2 separate regions of the Canis lupus genome follow, and region 1 is linked to region 2. The links are chromatin contacts, called in public Hi-C maps. All regions are on one chromosome and are shown on one strand. Each heading gives the region's core, a stretch centred on a gene start, on an enhancer-like site or on the middle of the called end of the contact. The rest is flanking DNA. Distances are from core to core; before and after follow the strand shown. Region 1 holds the start of WDFY2 (WD repeat and FYVE domain-containing protein 2). Region 2 overlaps WDFY2 (WD repeat and FYVE domain-containing protein 2).

What was found. Hi-C and Micro-C count contacts between places; a contact is called where the count stands out from the background.
Region 1: a contact with region 2 is called in a Hi-C map of blood, with 2.3 times the contacts expected there. The contact joins the promoter of WDFY2 here to the enhancer-like site in region 2. A contact is called at or near these places in 3 of 9 Hi-C or Micro-C datasets (amygdala, blood and liver).

The regions. Positions count from the first base shown.
Region 1 is chr22:436,598-439,297 of UU_Cfam_GSD_1.0, reverse strand. WDFY2 (WD repeat and FYVE domain-containing protein 2) reads left to right here and starts at 1,391. Exons shown (of 12, transcript XM_038569406.1): 1 at 1,391-1,567. The coding sequence starts at 1,431. It overlaps LOC119865164 (a long non-coding RNA gene), which reads right to left and starts at 2,190. Exons shown (of 3, transcript XR_005376111.1): 1 at 1,935-2,190.
Region 2 is chr22:398,234-400,933 of UU_Cfam_GSD_1.0, reverse strand. The region is part of intron 1 of WDFY2 (WD repeat and FYVE domain-containing protein 2); the gene reads left to right. Among named protein-coding and RNA genes, the nearest start is that of WDFY2, 38 kb to the left of the region's middle. Within about 2 kb of position 1,308, at least 6 of the 20 cell types and tissues checked have an H3K27ac peak or open chromatin away from gene starts, as enhancers often do. A contact at or near this core is called in blood and liver, where this site is marked.

The DNA.
Region 1 (2,700 bases), core at 142-2,641, 38 kb before region 2:
TAAAATCTCTTTTGTAGGTCTCACGTGACACCCATGGTGGGTATTACTATTTTCCACTTAAGGGATGCGGAACCTGAGGCTCGGAGAAGTGGAACGCCTCGTTCCAGGTCCCCAAACTGGGAAACACCGGTCTCCCTTTCAAGCGCCTCGCAGAACTTCCGCAGAGATGGGCCGCGGTAGCGAGACAGGTGCTTTGCAGCATGCTGCCTCTGGACACGCGCTTCCAGGAGGCCCGGCCCTGGCGGGGCTGTTGGGACCCCCCGAGCCTGGTCCCACAGGTCGGGGAGGGTCATCGTGCAAGGAGCCCTGGCGCCAGGCACCCAGCACTCCGCAGTGACCTCGGTAACGCTCCCCCTTGTCCCTGCAGCAAGCTGCAAAGGCTGGACCCGGGATGGGAGCCGCGGCAGGTCGGGGGCGCGGGCCCCGGGGAGCCACAGTGACCCCGCACCGCTAAGGTCATTGAAGGAAACCGCACGGATCACAGCGCAGACGGCGTCTCAACGCCCTCGAAGACGCCTGCGCGAGGGATTCTCTCCGGTCTCCATCTCCGGGCTGCACAGTCGCAGGCAGCGGCCTGAGCCCAGCGGGTAGGGACCGCCTGCCGGCTCGGCCCGGCTGCCAGGTGGGCGATAGGTCGTTCCAGGCGAAGGGCGAGGAGGCCCCGGAGAACTACAACTCCCAGGAGCCCTCGGGCTGGCCCCGGTGCACGCTGGGAGCAGCCCGTGCCCGCAGCCGCGGCCCGCTGCTCTTAGAGGCCGCTCGCGACAGCTAAGCAGCGCGCATGCCCGGTCACGTCCCACCGCGTTCCGCCTTCCTGCCTGCGGGCGGCTGCTTTCCGGCCTCGCCCTGGCGCGCTCTCCCCGCCCCGCGTCCGCCCCCTTGGCGGGGACTCCGGAGGGGGCGGGGCACGTGGCAAGCGCGTTCCCGGGGGTGTTTGCCGCGCGCTCCCGGGACAGCAAAAGGGCGGGGACTGAGCCCCTGACGTGGAAGGTGACGAGTCGCGGAGCCCGCAGGTAACGGACAGCGCATGCGTCCCGGGGGCGGGCCTGACGGCGACGGGGCCGCGGGGGGCGGGGCTAGCGGGCCGGCGCACGCGCGTGGGGCCCCCCCGCCCCGCCCCGCCTCCTGCCCGGGGTTTCCGCTCCTCCCCCACCGCTCTTCCGGAAGAGCAGCCGCCCTCGCGCCCACCGGCGGCCGCCCCCGCGGCAGGCCCCGCCCTCCCGGCCCCGCCCCTCCCGCAGGCCCCGCCCCCGGCCCCGCCCCCCGCCGGCGGTGGCGCCGGCTCGCAGCCGGGTCGCGGCGGTCTCGGTGCCCCGAGCCGGGGGCGCGGAGTCGGTCCCGGGGCGCGGCCCCCGTCAGCCCGAGTCGCCGTCTCCGCCCGTGCCCGCCCCGTCGCCCCGGCCCGGCCCCGCGGCGCGCCGCGTCCCCCGATGGCGGCGGAGGTGCAGCCGCAGCCGCTGACCCGCAAGCCCATCCTGCTGCAGCGGGTCGAGGGGTCCCAGGAGGTGGTGAACATGGCGGTGCTCGTGCCCAAGGAGGAGGGCGTCATCAGCGTGTCGGAGGACAGGTGCGCCGCCGCCCTGCACGCGGGGAGGCTCGACGGCCCGGCGGCCCCGGGGTCTGCGTGCGGGCCGGGCCTGCGGCGGGGCGGGGCGGGGCGGCGCGGGGCGGGGGAGCGGGGCCCGGAGCCCGGAGCGCGGAGCCCGGAGCGCGGAGCCCGGAGCGCGGAGCCCGGAGCGGGTGGCCGGGCGCGGGGCCCTGGACCCGGGGCGGCCCTGCGGGGGGCGGGGGGCGGGGGGCCCCTGCAGGTGCGCGCCGGAGGCTGCTCGCGCCCGGAGCGCCGCGGTGCCCCGGTTGCCGCCCGCGCAGGCCCGCGCCGCCCCCCGCGCGGACCCCACCGCCCCCCGCCCCCCGCCCCCCGCTCCCCTGCGCACCTCACAGCGAATTCGGCGAATACTGCAAGCTGTGCGGAGTCTGACTCCCGGAAGGAGAGGCGCCTTGTCTTCTTTGCTCTCCTCCTCCGGTGTCTTGGAGGGGAAGCACCAGAACTTGCGAGGGACCACTGCTGCAGACAGCTCGGAGTTCCTTCCCTTTGCTCGCTTCCTTTCTTTTTTTTTTTTTGCTTAATTTTACTTAATTTGCAGAAGTGAAGCGGGTTGTTCTGCCTTTCCTACGTTCCCTTTGTTTTTCAGCCAGTAGTAGCATTTGCGCTTTAACGGAATTCATTTAATATGCAGAAATTAAGCTGATGACAGCAGATTTCCATGGGACTGATGCTTGAATATAGTGCTCACGGCGTTTATCTGGAACTGTTGTTTCAGTGGTACCCACTAACGTTCTGAAAAATGCAGCAGCGTCGAGGTATAGGACTTGGGGCTTTTACTTAAAACAGGAGGTAGGTTTTCTTAATGTCAGTTTTTTTTTTTTTTAAAGACTTTTTTTTTATTTATGATAGTCACAGAGAGAGAGAGGCAGAGACACAGGCAGAGGGAGAAGCAGGCTCCATGCACCGGGAGCCTGATGTAGGATTCGATCCCGGGTCTCCAGGATCGCGCCCTGGGCCAAAGGCAGGCGCCAAACCGCTGCGCCACCCAGGGATCCCTTAATGTCAGTTCTTTATGCTGAGCTAGAGAGATTTTTTCTCTGTGACTGGTACACTTGCAGGCAGGGGGAAAGCAGTAACGTGTTCGTTTCTGTCCT
Region 2 (2,700 bases), core at 59-2,558:
GCAGATGGGGCTTGCCCAGGGGCAGGGTGGGCGGGAGGGGGGCACAGGGGAGGAGGACTGGCTGGGAGGCCGGCCCAGGGCAGGGTGGAGGTGAGCGGGGCGCAGGGGGAGGAGGACTGGCTGGGAGGCTGGCCCAGGGCAGGGTGGAGGTGAGCCGGGCGCAGGAGGAGGAGGACCAGCTGGGAGGCCAGCCCAGGGCAGCGGCTTGGCCAGGACGCAGTAGCAGAGGCAGGGAGCGGTGCCGGGTTCTTCACCTACGTGCTCGGGTCATGCAAACTCTGCTGGCGGTCTCTGGCCCGGCGTGTCCTGGGCCCACGCTCCCGCCAGACATTCCCAGTGTCGGCACGGTGGTGTTCTCCTCCTCTGTTAAGGGCACGTGTGTCTAGCACTTGTTTGTGCAACTGTTCCAGGTGCAGAATTCAGGTTTCTTGAGTTTGATCCTGTGTCTGAGCTGGATGGACGGCCCTGTTTTTAAGCCTCGGTTATGTAATAAACAGGAAAAAGATGTATCTGTTTACCTTAAAAGTGATCATTTTTCTTAAAAAACAGATATTTTAATACACAAACTCTTTAATATTTGTTCCACCCGAGCCACCTGCAACCAAGCCACCACAACACTTGGTCCCTGCCCTTCCTAAGAGTCCATTAAAATCTTGCCCCGTCTGGAGGGCCCCGGAGTCCACGGAGTGGAAACCACATGGAGGAAGGGCCTGGGACCTGAGCGCCAAGCAGAGAGAGGACTGAGGCTCTGCGTCCGTGGCGCTCGGCCCACCCTGGGTGCTAGGCGGAAGCTGCCCCCCCGCGGAGGGGCTTCCCCCCCATGGAGCCTTCCGTCCCCCACACCCCTGCCAGCGGCTTCCGTGGGGTTGTTGTAACGTTGTCGTACGTCGTTCATCTAGTTATGAAGAAGTCCAGTGAAGAAGTTCTGGAGAAATAGAAGAGAGACTGTAGTTGGGGCCCTGGAGCAGCCCCTTCCCCCGGCCGCCACCAGGCCCCTGACACCCCAGTGACCTTGCGGTGATCTGCGCAGGGCGACGTGCTGGAGGGGAACTCGTATTTTAGAATTTCACTGGGAATCTCCAACACTTAAATGGGTGATGGTGTGAGGCCCAAGTTTGTCTTTATTTTTTATTTTTTTTTAAGATTTTATTTGTTCAGGAGACAGGCAGAGACGCAGGCCGAAGGCAGACGCTCAAGCCCTGCACCCCCTGGGCTGGCAGCGTTGGTGCAGCACAGGGAAGCTGTTTGGTTCACATTTCCGCTTCCCATCCCGTCATGTGTGACGCCCGAGTCCGTTGACCTCTACATGCCTCCGCTCACCCCTTTCCGGCGGTTCCTCGGGTCTGTCACTGGAGGTGTTGGAAGGCCGTCCCCACGCACGTCGGCTTCCCGGCGAGGCTCGCGAAGTGGCTCCTTCCTCTTTCCCCACTGGTGGCTCAAACGATTAATTTTGATTGATGATTAACAGCGTAAACGTTCGTAGTTTATTTCATTTTGTATAATGAAGTGTGTATTTCATAATTCATGTGATTGACGGGCAGGGCTTCAAGCAAAATGAAACAAGCCTAACGGAAGTTTTCATTTCCGTGAATTTTTTGTTGGCGAATTTTGTGAATCTGATGTTTACAAATTCTTTGGTGCCTCTCGTCACGTTAGTAAAGACAACAGCAATAAAGGCAGGGGCACCGGGGAGGCTCCGCGGTGGAGCGTCTACCTTGGGCCTAGGGTGTGACCCCGGATCCTGGGATCGAGTCCCGCGTCGGGGTCCCCGCAGGGAGCCTGCTTCTCCCTCTGCCTGGGTCTCTGCCTCTCTCTGTGTCTCTCATGAATAAGTAAAATCTTTAAGAAACAAACATAAAGGCAGAGCTTCACTTCCGCCCTTTGTGGACGGATGAGAGGAGGGAGGAGGACTCCTAGGGCACGCGACGCCCCACGGCCGCCACTGCCGTCCCCGCAGCATGGTGGGCTCCGCGGAGTCCTCCTACTGGACGATTTGTAATGTCTGCGAAGGGCCTTGGGAACTGACGGCCAGCAGGTAACGGGGAGGACCCAGCAGCAGGTTGAGCAGCAGGATGGGTCTTGCGGCTTTAGGCGTCCTCTGGGAGATGACCGTGTGCTCGCTAGAACATTCCCACTTACACCTGGGGTCCATCTAGATGGTTTTAAACGGTGCACTTGCAGGTTCCTTGGGCCTGAAGTGGGGGAGGAGCTTGCCCGCAGTATCTCTCAGGTGTCCTTCAGTTTTGAGGATTCTCAAAGCTGTGAGATTCAAATTCCGGTGTTAAGCTGAGGAGGCGCGGCCTCGAAGGAGGCCTGTGAGATTCCGGGATTAGATTCCGCACGTGGGAAGCCCCTCACGCTGTCCCGTCCTCCTCGTGACGTGGGGAAGGTTAACAGGAGGAAGCCGCTGCGGCTCGCCCGTGGCTCGTGGAGGTTTCTCCTGGTCTGCCTTGGTCTCTAAACATTCATTTTGTCTACAGTAGATCCAGGGCGCAGACGGTTACGGCTGTTAATTAAATACCTAAAAGAATTTGAGTCCCTTGGAAACTGATGCATTATAACCAGGAATTTGTCTTCGTATTATCTGTATGGAACATGACACATGAAAAGAGAAGTTCGCTATTGGCGAAAAATGGATTTCAGTTCCCTGATTTAATGTGATTTTAGGAAGGCCTCTTTTTTTTTTTTTAAATGTTTATT